Regions from separate parts of the Sus scrofa genome. Here regions 1 and 3 are each linked to region 2. The links are chromatin contacts, called in public HiChIP or PLAC-seq maps. All regions are on one chromosome and are shown on one strand. Each heading gives the region's core, a stretch centred on a gene start, on an enhancer-like site or on the middle of the called end of the contact. The rest is flanking DNA. Distances are from core to core; before and after follow the strand shown.

What was found. HiChIP or PLAC-seq counts read pairs in DNA pulled down with a chosen protein or histone mark.
Region 1: an H3K27ac HiChIP or PLAC-seq map of alveolar macrophages shows a contact between it and region 2. The contact joins two enhancer-like sites. A contact is called at or near these places in 2 of 2 datasets of contacts at active chromatin or transcription factors (alveolar macrophages and skeletal muscle).
Region 3: an H3K27ac HiChIP or PLAC-seq map of alveolar macrophages shows a contact between it and region 2. The contact joins two enhancer-like sites. A contact is called at or near these places in 1 of 47 Hi-C or Micro-C datasets (embryonic fibroblasts) and 1 of 2 datasets of contacts at active chromatin or transcription factors (alveolar macrophages).

Annotation. Positions count from the first base shown.
Region 1 is chr5:90,828,599-90,832,679 of Sscrofa11.1, reverse strand. All of the region lies in intron 3 of LOC106510428 (a long non-coding RNA gene), which reads right to left. Among named protein-coding and RNA genes, the nearest start is that of BTG1, 15 kb to the right of the region's middle. Within about 2 kb of position 2,624, at least 7 of the 83 cell types and tissues checked have an H3K27ac peak or open chromatin away from gene starts, as enhancers often do. A contact at or near this core is called in alveolar macrophages, where this site is marked.
Region 2 is chr5:90,659,422-90,663,437 of Sscrofa11.1, reverse strand. No RefSeq gene overlaps it. Among named protein-coding and RNA genes, the nearest start is that of BTG1, 150 kb to the left of the region's middle. Within about 2 kb of position 1,932, at least 10 of the 83 cell types and tissues checked have an H3K27ac peak or open chromatin away from gene starts, as enhancers often do. A contact at or near this core is called in alveolar macrophages, where this site is marked.
Region 3 is chr5:90,436,005-90,440,530 of Sscrofa11.1, reverse strand. LOC110260821 (a long non-coding RNA gene) reads right to left here. Exons shown (of 3, transcript XR_002344330.1): 1 at 2,978-4,526. Among named protein-coding and RNA genes, the nearest start is that of PLEKHG7, 130 kb to the right of the region's middle. Within about 2 kb of position 1,825, at least 20 of the 83 cell types and tissues checked have an H3K27ac peak or open chromatin away from gene starts, as enhancers often do. A contact at or near this core is called in alveolar macrophages, where this site is marked.

The DNA.
Region 1 (4,081 bases), core at 1,375-3,874, 170 kb before region 2:
GCTGTGGTGTCGGTCGGCGGCTACAGCTTCACTTAGACTCCTGGCCTGGGAACCTCCATATGCCGCAGGTGCGGCCTTAAAAAAGACCAAAAAAAAAAAAAAAAAAAGATAAATAAATAAAATTTTTTAAAAATAAAATAGTCAACTAAATAACTCCATTTCGATTAGCTTTATCAGAACTTTAATTATTGCCCAACAAAAACTGTTACACCAAAAAAATTACAAGTTTGTCCAACCATACATTTAGGTGTTTTCATTTTATTCTACACAGTAGAGTGTTTTCCTAAGTTGACAAGTTCAGGGTGGGGAGGTGGAAGGAAAACAAAGAGGATACTCAAGAACTGAAGGCAGGACTTTTCTCATGGAAACAGAGGGCAAAAACACTCCTTTCACAGCCAGAGAACGAGAGCCAGCATCCTGATAAGAGAAGGCCCTTTCGTCTGGACAGATGAACCTGTGCAGTCTTTGGGGAGAGATGCCACAGGTTATTGTCATACATACTATTAGCCGATGCACAGGTATAATCACTACCTGTATCCATACCAAGTTTCAAACGAAAACGGTTGCTCCACTTCTGTTCCCAAACGTCATTAGGGCATTTTGGTTACGGGCCTATCATCATCATCATATATGTATATATACATGATAATTGGTGTAGTGTAGGATTGGTCAGCGTCGGCAAGAACAAATCTGGGGGTTCAAGAGTCTACTTCAACCCCCCCAAAAGGTCCCATGGCACTTTGGTGATGTTTGCTTTGGATAATATATCTAGCTCTGCATGAAATCTTACCTAATACCACCATTGCCTTTCAAAGTGTATTTTCCCCTTTTTTATTTAATTCATTCTCTTCACACAATCACATCTCACGATCTTCAGCCAAAGGGCCAGAATTATCTTGTGTGTATTTGGGATCTTTGAAAGAAATCCTTTCTTAAACTCAGAAACTGAGATTTCTGTTTTTTGGCACTGCTTGTCCTCTCAGACGAGGGAGAAGTCACACCTGAGTGATGTGGACTCGACCTTGAAATGCCCAAAGTACGCACACAATTTTGACACAGCAAGAGGAAGTCCACCTAAACTGGATGAATACAGCAGATTTCAAATTATTTGAAAGGAGCAATTACTTCTTGGGCTGGGAGCATGGCTGGGGTAGACTTCGTGGTGAGACATATTTGAGACACTACATTTCACTCATTTTTGATAAGGCGAGTGGAACCAGAGAAATATCCATTTCTATATCCTAATACCAGGGACTTTCTGTGCCTCAAGAATAAACCAGATACCCATCAGAACCTTAAAGGGTAAGGATTCCCTGACTTTCCAGTGACTGTATGATGAAGGCAATGTTACCCTCGCTTTTATCTCATCTCCTATGTGCAAGGCCAGGGGCTTGAAGTGATAACAAGTCTGCACTGAATCTCAGATTCTCTAAGAAAAAGGCATTTTGGAAAACTGAACTTTCCGGTTATCTAAATGTCAGCAAGAAGACCCTTTTTGTCTTCAGGGCTTGTCTGGCTGGCTCGCCTAGCTAAACACCCTAACAAAACAGCAAGCGCTTTGCTGTAGCATACTGACCATCAGCTCTCATTTCATATTGTAGATAAGAGTTTAAAGAAATCTGCCTTTTTTGGGGTAGAAACTTCAAGTCTTATCAGCCTGTTTATTATAATGTGCAATTCTGAGATGGAGGAAAAAAAAAATACAGCTGGGTTTTCCGGTAGTCTGGACTGTGCTAATTCCTGGAGCATACACACATGAACCAGAAAACTAAGTAAAAAGTGGTCGGGAAAAAACTGCCCTAAGCCAGATTCACTAACATTATAACAGAGTCCCAGAATGCCAGATTACAATTATATATTTGGGGAGAAATGAGCCTAGAAGGATTTTGGAATTCACTCAATTATTTGAATGGAATGTTCTTTTCCCAGCTATCTCCAAGGAGGTATCGCTGGTCTCCTTCAAGTTTCTGCTCAACTATCACCTTATTAGTGAGGCCTTTTACCTAAAAGAGCAACCTGCCCTCCGGCACTCCCTTCCCTATATCACAGCCTTTTCCGCCGGGCCCTGCGGTGCTGGTGCTGCACCATGGGAGCCATATGCACAGTGCCAGCCCAGCAGCCCTGCCCCTTAGCACACCCATCATCTGAGTAATCATACATTTTATTGGCCTGTTTACCCACCACTCTAAGGGTACAGATTTTTGTGGGGTTCACTGCTCTATCTCCAGGTGTTTAGAACAATGCTGGGCACACAGTAGGTGCTCAATTAGTCTTTATGGATAAACATGTTAACCAACTATAGCAAGCATCTCCTAAAGCTCTGGTCCTTATTTTATTTTATTTTATTTATTTAACTTTTTTTTTCAGTGCCTCACTTGGCAGCATATGGAAGCTCCCAGTCTAGGGGTGAAAATTGGAGCTGCAGCTGCTGGCCTACACCATAGCCACAGCAACATGGGATCCAAGCCACATCTTTGACCTACACCATAGCTCACAGCAATGACGCATCCCTGACCCACTGAGGGAGGCCAGGGATTGAAACCACATCCTCATGGATACTAGTTGGGTTCTTAACCCACTGAGCCAGAAAGGGAACTTCCCTGACTTAAAGGTCTTCTAATGGGGAGTTCCCATTGTGGCTCAGTGGTAATGAACCTGACTAGAATCTGCTGTGGTTGTGGCTGTGGCTGTGGCACAAGCTGGCAGCTGTAGCTCCAATTTGACCCCAGCCTGGAAATGTCCATGTGACGCGGGTGTGGCCCTAAAAAACAAATAAAAAAAAAAAAAAAAAAAAAGAAGATCTTATAATGGGAAAATTGGACAGGACTACAAATCATTATAATACAGTGGGATCAGAGAGCCCATGAGGATGTGATAGTGCTTAGAGCCGCTATTGGCCTCTGTCAAACCTGAACTCGTCTCAGATTGTCCCCTAACTCTACGAGCTTGGGCAGGTTTATACCACTGCTGTACTACGATCTCTCTGAATTGGGGTTGACTGGAGTAACAATTTGTCTGCTTTACAGGCTGTGATGAGAAGCTGGTGAAGGAACGCCCAGGGTGCGCAGCACAGTCCTGGCACTCAGGAAGTCCACTGCAAGTGCCTGTGGCATCAAGTCTGATTTTTACAGAGGCAGAGAAGCAGAGCAGGGGACCTAAAGCTGTCTGGTACTCCTGGAAGGCTTGCCAATAAGAGGACTGAGGAGGAAAGAAGGGAAAATTGTCCTCAACATGCATACAAAGAAATGCCGCATTAAATTTTCCTGTGCTTAATGAATGGAACTTTTCTTTTTTTGTCTTTTAAGGGCTGCACCCGTAGCATATGGAGGTTCCCAGGCTAGGGGTCTAATCAGAGCTGTAGCCACCAGCCTACACCAGAGCCACAGCAACACCAGATCCGAGCCGCGTCTGCAACCTACACCACAGCTTACAGCAACGCCAGATCCTTAACCCACTAAGCAAGGCCAGGGATCGAACCCACAACCTCATGGTTCCTGGTCAGATCTGTTAACCACTGAGCCACGACAGGAACTCCATATGAAACTTTTTAAAGATGAGGAATGAACCTGCGAGTGATTTAAGTATGTATTAGAGTAGAAGTTTCTCCAACTGGAAGGGGGTTGCGGACAAGACTCTCCACTAAATTTGGCTGCTTTAAACTTCCATCCACCTTCTCTGAGTTGCCATTCTTTCTAAAGTGGAGAGTAGAAGAAAGAAAAAAAATATACAACTAGTACTAAAAATTACCCTGAGAAAGGAATGTCTAAGCCACTCACCAATGTCACCATCACAACCCACCATTGCTTTGGCAGCAGAGGCTTTGCTAAGAAGAACACATTTTCTTTCGCAGGAAAAAAAAAAAAAAAAAAAAAAAAAAAAAAAAATTCAGTCAAGCTCTGGTTCCAGATCAGGTTCCAAATTAGAACATTATAGGAAAAAAAGGAATAAACCCCTTTTTCAATCACTGGCGAATGATCTCCTCTCCCTACCCCTCAGTAGACCCCAAACTCAGTCTCCTTAGAACAAATCTTCTCAACTCTGCACTCAAGAATCTTTAAAGACAGTGACACACAGCTCTTTT
Region 2 (4,016 bases), core at 683-3,182:
ATGGAATTTGCATCAGTGAGTTTCACATCTCTGCTGCCCCTTGGGAAATTCTGAAACACTGGTTATTTCCTCAGGGAATGTTGGTAATGCTACGTGCTTCCTATTCTGCTTGGTTCCATTTATTGAAGGTCTACCGTATGTTTAAGATTGTTCGGGACTAACTGGATGCAAATATGCATCACCTGTGAGGTATTACCTGGAAGGAACACTTAATCCACCTTTCTATCCTTTCCTGTATGGTACTGCATTTTTCTGAGCTGTTTTGTGAGGATAAGAGGGGTTTGATAGGCCGAAATATTTGGCAAGATGAGAAAATCATTTATGTTTTTGAATAGACTTGAAAATTACCTCTTTGTTGTTCAGAATCATTAGAGCCTAAGGTACTTGCTGGGTCTCCTCATTATCGCTATTATTGACTGAGTATCTAATATGTGCTGAGTACTTTATATGCACAATCTCATATAATCCTCATAAAGACTCTTTGAAGTATTTTATTTTACAGAGGCAAAAATCCACATCAAGAGGTGATTTCACCACTTTTCCAAGGTCACACAGCTAACTGGGTTCAGGGTCACATTTTAATCCTGGTCCTATCTGCCTGTAGCCAACATCATGACTGAATCATGCTCCTCTGACCTCCTTCTTGCCCATCCCAACTGTGCCCATTCAGGACTCTAATGTTAAACTCTTGAGTGTCCATTTTTAAGGCAGATTTTTTTCAAAGTTAAAGATTTAATTAAATATAGGGTTTCATTAAGGTTACTTCTGAAAGGTACACCTGGCAATTACGTGATGGAGTCTTCACTTTAATCTGTTAAAAATGTTATCAACATGTGTTCTCGACATCATACATTTTTAGAGTAAGATATGACATTAAAGAGCATTTAACGGAGGGCTGAATTTCCTCTATAGCATCTTTGCTCTCGAGCTTCACTTCTGTTTGAACAAAGCATTCCCACTGTCTGCCCAGGCATCCCATTTCCCCCCTTGGACATTTGAGGCTTTGAGACTGAATCCCTGATCAGCAAAACGTTGCTATTACACTGGAGAGGGGATGGCCCACGGAAGTCATATGTCACCCACACCTGCACACGGGATGCACTTCAGTTACTAGGAGTGGCGATGAAAAATTTCTTTTGTCCTTCCCTCCCTTGTTTAGATTATTAGCCACTGAAATACAGAAATGTAACTTTGCATAAGGGTATACTATTTCACTGGGTGCATTCTTCCCCCAACGGAAAATGTCTATCCTGAACTGGTAGGATTCTGAAAGACTCAGCTTTACCAGCACAACGCCGCTGATGAGTCTTTTTTGATGATTAGTGATGATAGCAGGCTAACGTTTCTTCATGCATTATCAGATGCTGTGTTAAGTGTTTAGGGCATTCTTTTGTTTAACCCCTTGAAAGGGAAATACCACCTACGGATGGGAAGAGGACTAAGTGAGATAAAGCAGAAAAAGCACTTGAAACCACGCCCACCCGTCTGGACACCCCGTAATCCTTAGCGAATGCAGTCATGATTATGATCAGCTACTTCCTCACTCTTAAAGGGGAGGCAGGGAGCAGGCTAGTAATGGATAATCCGCCTCAATATTAAGTCACATTTTTTTTTTTTTTTTTTTACTTGATACCATTTTCAACCTGCTGTGAAACTCTATCCAGATCTTAACATGACCCTGTATCTACTCTGTGGGCCATTTCAATGTGAAGTGTTCTACCTTTCACTGCTGATCCAGTCTCTTTGGGGCAGAGGCTGATCTGAGGTCTGATCACAGTGAAAGAGAATCTACTGCCAACAAGAAAAAGTGAGCCTGCCAGTCCTGATCGGAGACTTGACCTTAAAGTGTTGATAGAGCAGCTAGAGGATCTGAACACTGGGAAGGAGCAAGTCACAACAGCTCCCACAGGCCCCGGGGACTAAAGGGCAGACAATGACGTGCATTTCAGTAATAACGTCCAGACAATGTATTGCAGAGAAACCGGGGGACCAGCCCACAACACTCAGCATTCTTAACTTGTTTACCCAGAAAATAAAGGAAGAAGTCAGTGACTAGTAAAAAATTGTTTCATTAACAAGCTTACTCTTGGGTGCAACTTCCTTTATTGAATCCCAGAATTTTCACCCGCCACTGATCTCGATTTGTAATGATGCATCCACAAATCTCATTTTTCCTGCTTTCTTTTAACATGGGGAGAAGAATATCCAGGGGCTATAGGTAATCTTTCAAATCAGTTATAGACTGTGATATTGGGGATGCCATATAAGAACAGAAAAAAAGCTTATTACTTTTCCAGATTCCAATCAATTAAATATTTGTAAAAATGCTTTGAGTTAGCAAAATGTTGAATGGTAAAGGGATGGAAACTTACCTAATAGAAAACCTTTCATAATGGTTTAGTAATTCTAAGATTATAGGTCAGTCTGCACGGCCTCGAGATCATAGTGAATTAGTCATTTCTTACGCAGCAACTGCCAGAAAACAAGAGGAAATGAATAAGAAGAGATTTGTGAAAATTGGAAATGACAGAAAAAGGAAAACTTGGCTTCTTATTATGTGTATCAGGCACTTCATGAAAAAAATTAACCTTGTTTACTTTTAAAAAATCAAAATAATACATGTTCAACATTTTAAAACTCAGAAATAATAACAAAACTTTTAGTACCAACTTCTCTCCCCCCCATTCCCAAATCCATTTCCATTTTCAACCGTTTTAGCAGTATTTTCTGCTATTTACTTCCATGCATTAACATATATACATTTTTAATGCTACTTTTTGATTATTTGAAAAAATTTTAGACATTGCCTACTGAATAATGATTTCCTGTAGGGAAAAATGAGGATTCCCTCTTTTAACCCCTTTCCCCATGAACCTAATATGACTCTATCCAAATTTCTAGTTAACTCAGTAAAGTTAGGACAGTACCCAATTCTCATCCAGGTTGAAAAGTTGAAGAGAATGATGATTTTTTTTTTTTTTTTAACTTGGCTACTCGGTTTGTTTTTGTTTTGTTATTTTTGGCCATGCCGGGCATGCAGAAGTTCTGGGGCCAGGGACCGAACCCGAGCCACAACCGTAATCAAAGCCACAGTAGTGACAATGCTGGATCCTTAACACACTAAGCCTCCGGAGACCTCCATTGGGCTGCTTGTTTTTAATTGAAATTACTGGCAAAGCAGCAAATTAGCCATGCTACACGTGTAACTCAGCATCAAGCTATGATGACACATACAACTGGTCCTCGGTGCCTTTCTTTGTTTCTCTGAAGTACAGACTGAGTTCAAGGTGTCAGCAGTCCACACATTGTCTGGACCCATCCAGGTGAGATGAAACTGGAGGTCACAGCTGCTGAGCTTGTCTTTGGTGATGGTGGCGGGCACTGGGGCTGTGTCAGCACTCCAGGCTTATACAATGACTATATATTGGCTGGTCTATGAAAATATTTCTATTTTAAAAAAAGTTTTAAAATGCTATCTAAAAATTCAAAATAGTAAGTATTCATTGACAGTTAAAAACACCTTATATGATTATATAAATATTAAAACGAATATAAAGAAGACAATTATTCTTGGTACTATTTCTGTAATTTAATCAATTAAAGCTATACCTAGATCTAATATCACGACACTGGAAAATTTCTAAAGAGTGTAATTTCTTTCTTCCCTTTTTTTTCTTTTTGCCTTTTTTTCTTAAGGCTGCACCTGTGGCATATGGAAATTCCCAGGCTAGGGGTCAAAGTGGAGCTGTAGCTGCCAGCCTACACCACAGCCACAGCAACACCAGATCTGAGCCACACCTGCAAACTACACTGCAGCTCTTAGCAATGCCAGATCCTTTAACCCACTGAATGAGGCCAGGGATGGAACCCGCATCCTCATGGATACTAGTCAGATTCTTAATCTGATGAGCCACAATGGGAACTCCCTGAAAAGCGTAATTTTTAATGGTCTTATTATTTTAGTTTTTTCCCTCTAAATTGCCTACAATCTTCTTTAAAGTTGCATTTTTTGTGTG
Region 3 (4,526 bases), core at 576-3,075, 220 kb after region 2:
AATCCACTAAAACAATTACAAGGGGGTTTTGTTCATCTTTTAATAGAGCAAAGATATTTAATTACATTTTTAATAAACTATTTGAATTAAACATTTAACAAGTCATAGGGTAAATTAGGGAAGTTGAATAAGTCTGCCACAAATTTTTCAAGCTCACTTTGTCCAACAAAGTAAGTTCAGTGTCTTTCTTATAAAGTTAACTTTTGTGTCCACAAAGCTTAGGACATAGCAAATGCTTACTGAATGAGTACATGAAAAAACATGAGGAGTTGCCATCATGGCTCAGTGGTTAACGAATCCGACTAGGAACCATGAGGTTGCAGGTTCGATCCCTGGCCTTGCGTAGGCGTTGCTGTGAGCTATGGTGTAGGTTGCAGATGCAGCTTGGATCTGGTGTTGCTCTGTGGCTGTGGCGTAGGCCAGTGGCTACAGCTCCAATTAGACCCCTAGCCTGGGAACCTCCATATGCTGCAGGTGCAGCCCTAGAAAAGACAGAAAGACCAAAAAAAGAGATATGCCCTACCTAGACTATCTCCAATATCAGTGATGACTCTTAATTATGGTTAGTGTGTAAACTGGTTATCTCTGACTGTGTAACAAATCATTCCAAAATGTAACTGCTTCTGGAAGTTCCTGCTGTGGCTCAGGGGTTAACAAACCCAACTAGCATCCATGAGGACATGGGTTTGATCCCTGGCCTTGCTCAGTGGGTCAAGGATCCAGCGTTGCCATGAGCTGTGGTGTATGTTGCAGACACAGCTCGGATCCTGCGTTGCTGTGGCTCTGGCATAAGCTGGCAGCCACAGCTCCAACTGGACCCCTAGCCTGGGAACCTCCATATGCCGCAGGTATGGCCCCAAAAAAGACAAAAAAAAAAAAAATGTAACTGCTTCAAACAACACTTATCATGTCACAGTTTGAAACAATTAGAAGTTTGATGTGTATCTGAGTTTAGAGAATAATAGGTAATATTTATTAAGCACTAACTCTATGCCAGACTATTTCAGCAGCTGTATGTATTTATTTGTTTAATCTTCAGAACACCCTGTGGTGGTTACTCGTATTAACCTACCCTACAAATGCAAAAAAATGGGCATCGTGAGGTTGCCTAACTCAATGAAGGTCATACGGCCAATAAAAAGCAGGCCTGGGATTCAGACCCAGGCAGTCCAGCTCCAGAGGCCAAACTCCTAACCTCTAACAGACTGCTTACAAAGATAGGAAAAATAACAACAATCTACTCTTTGAAGATGAAGCTAATACAGTGAAGGCTCCCCCTCTCATCACTGTCATATATAGGTTACTTCATCTCCCCAAGACAGATGATTAGATTTGCAGAGACCTATCGTCCCAATGAGCATGACGGCTGCCCGTATTTGATGGTGAAATCAGTGGCCATGGGTCTGGTTTTCACGAATTAGCTCAAAGGAGTTCCAACCTATAACCTTAATAGTATTTGAACCAATGGACCAAACTGAATCTTATTCCATGTAAAAGATAAAGGATGCATTCATTAATGTAAAAACTGCAACCAGATCTACTGATAAAATGCCTAAACTCCTAGGAGGAAACAGTACCTACCCTCTCAGACCAAACAAAGACTAAAGGTGCTGGCAAGCCATTTAAAAAAGCCAATCTCCTATAAATGAGGGTCTTTATTCCTACCCTTCCCCTCCAAGAAACAGGAAAATCTCTCTCTCTCATTCTCACGGATATTTTGCACTAGAGGAAGCAAGTGCATGTTTTTTCGATCAAACCAAACAGGGTGGTAGGAACAATGGGTCTTGAGCAAGGAGGACTGAGTTCACGCCGCCAACTTGCTGACTCACTGACACAGCTCTTCACCACTCCTGGCAGCAACTTCCTCATTACAATAGCAAAAAATAACGAGAAATTCCCTGAGTGTAAAAAATCGACGATCCCTAGAAATGCATATACAATTGCCACTTCTTTTATTCAGGTGATAGATGCTATCATGCTTTGTAAGAGTCTGCTTATTAGCTACACAAGATTAAAAAATCTCACAAAACAGGATATGAGAATGTATCATTTATCAGAGGCCAGAGACAATGTCAGTTCTGAGAAAGACAGCAGCATTCAAAAACCCAAGACCTGCAGAGAGTTTCTCATTACTCTACTCTGTCACATGGCAGGGGAGTACAATACTAGATGACAACACAGATTCCACCTCCCTGCCCCCCTCCCACTACGTATTGGTCATGGAACTGGGGAGGGGGGCCCTGGTCACAAGGGACGTCTGAGAGCAGCAGCTGCTGAGGAAGTCAGAGCCCATCTTCCTACTTCGACTCATGGATATATGGAGCCAAATATGTTTTTGTTTAAGTTTTGTTATGAGAACTGCAGTGACGGGGATGAAGTCTATTAAGTAATAGGGAAAGAAGAATATGAGAAATAGAACCCTGCTGACATGACAAGTAGGAAGGGTTAGAGGCGGCTCGGGAAACGGGGATCACCACTGAGACTCCACGTCTGACGTAAGGGAAACATCAGTGCCCAGGGAGCGGGTGTACCTCGTACCTAACTGAACGATTCTAGGTAAGTCATCCTACCCCCTGTTTATGAAATGAGGAGGTTTTCTAACCGAGTCCTTAGCACAGTGGTGTCTCATGGAAAAACCAGGTGGGTGGAGAGAGACACAAACCCACGAGGGTCCTGCTCTCAACTCCCCACTTCCTCTTCCGACACAACCACTTTTGCTTTTCCCTGTTTTACACTGAAGTTGAACAAAAAAAAAAAAAAAAAAAAAAAAAAAAAAGTTTATTTTTTAACTTGTGCTATTTTAAAGAATAAAGTGTTTGAAAACACCTAGGCTGGATGACCTCAAACATTTCCAACTCTTTCCATGAGTCTACCCACATATTAACAAATAAGCAGGCATTCACTTGCTATCTCAATTCGTTTTCACACTCCTAGCAAACATCTCAGGGTAAATTCACAGCCATTCTTTGAATCTGACCTGTTTTTCCTCTTGTTCAGCTGTGGATTCTGCAGTTCCTTGACAAACACTTCTAAGTTATAAAAATCACCATCTCTCTCCACTAGAAAATGAAGTTGTCCACCACGTCTTCTGGCCATAAAACTGATGTGACTTTTTCTATCAACTTCCTCAACTCATTATTCCCCTTCTGCTTCACCACGTTCATAATGATGATGGTTATTATTCATGAGGGCATGGCAGAATCCCTGGGTGAGCATCCCTACCACCACACCTCAGCCTTTCCATCTCCGCTACCTGAGCAGAGCTTGGCAGCACCCTTCCCCATGGTCCGTCAAAATGTTGCCACTCTCTGATGAGTCCAGACTAGTCTTCTGTTTCCTTGGCAACCCAAAATACTTCACACAGTTAACAGAATCTTCTTTTGGGTAGGAAAGCAAAAGGCCTCCACGTGCTGGGAAAAGTTCAGATACGGGAGAAGAGACGATAAAGCCAAATTAAAGTAAAATGAGTAAACAGCAAAACAGTCTTCGTGCCTAGAATAAAATGAGAGACACTGGGAAGGGCCCACCATGCCACCAGGTGCAGCCATATAGTTCGACTCCATGGCAGTTAGGCCAGTCAGACCCACAAAACCTGCCCAGTCTTCATGAGGTTGTTTTCTTATGCCTAATGGATCCCAGAGCCCAACTGTGTCGACATCCCAGAGGGCATCTGAGTTTTTATCAGGCAGCTTTGGTTCCAGTATCATGGTCAGAGGAAGAAAGAGTAGCAACACTGTGTTCCAGTTTCTGGAATCTGTTCCAAGTTCTGATTACACAGACGGCTCCCTTCAAAGGTTAGTGCTTGTTCCATTTTGCAGTTTGGGGAATGACATATCCACTGCCACCCATGCTGAGACTTTTCTCCAACTCATTTTCTATACCTGAAAGATGCAGAGGGTCAGCAAATACGTGGCCTGCCCTCTGCCACCATTCCTCCTGCCTCCAACGTATTCACTGAAAAATCGATGACAGCAGTCTTTTCATTCAATCCAGATGTAGCCTCCAAAAGAGTTCTCTGAGCAGTCACTACAAATTAATCAGAGTTGACAGTTAAGATGAAACTTAGTCCTCACCCTTGTCGTGCCCTTGGCATTCACGGATATAATTCCATAATTTCAGTCGTTCAGAAGCGCCCTTCAAGATCACGGTCGCTTTGTTAACTTGGCTTAGCCATGTAGTGAAATCACTTATCATGAAAAGATCTCTCAACTGATGAAGGAGCCTAACCCCTCCCAATATCTACACCTCGACACAACTTTTTATCTTTATTTTCCTCACTCTCCAAAAAAAAAAAACTTTATGAGAAAAAAATATGGACTGTGCTAGCTAGTATTTATTAATTTGGAGATTTCATAAAGGTTCTAGATTTTTTTTACAATCCACTATTCTATGTACTACTATTAATGTCTAGGCACAACACCTCCTCAATTTCAAACTCATTTGTCCTCAACTATTTCTGTCTCAATCAATGGTATGAATATTCAAAAGGCTGTTCAGAGCAGAAACCTGGAGGTCAAGTTGCCCTC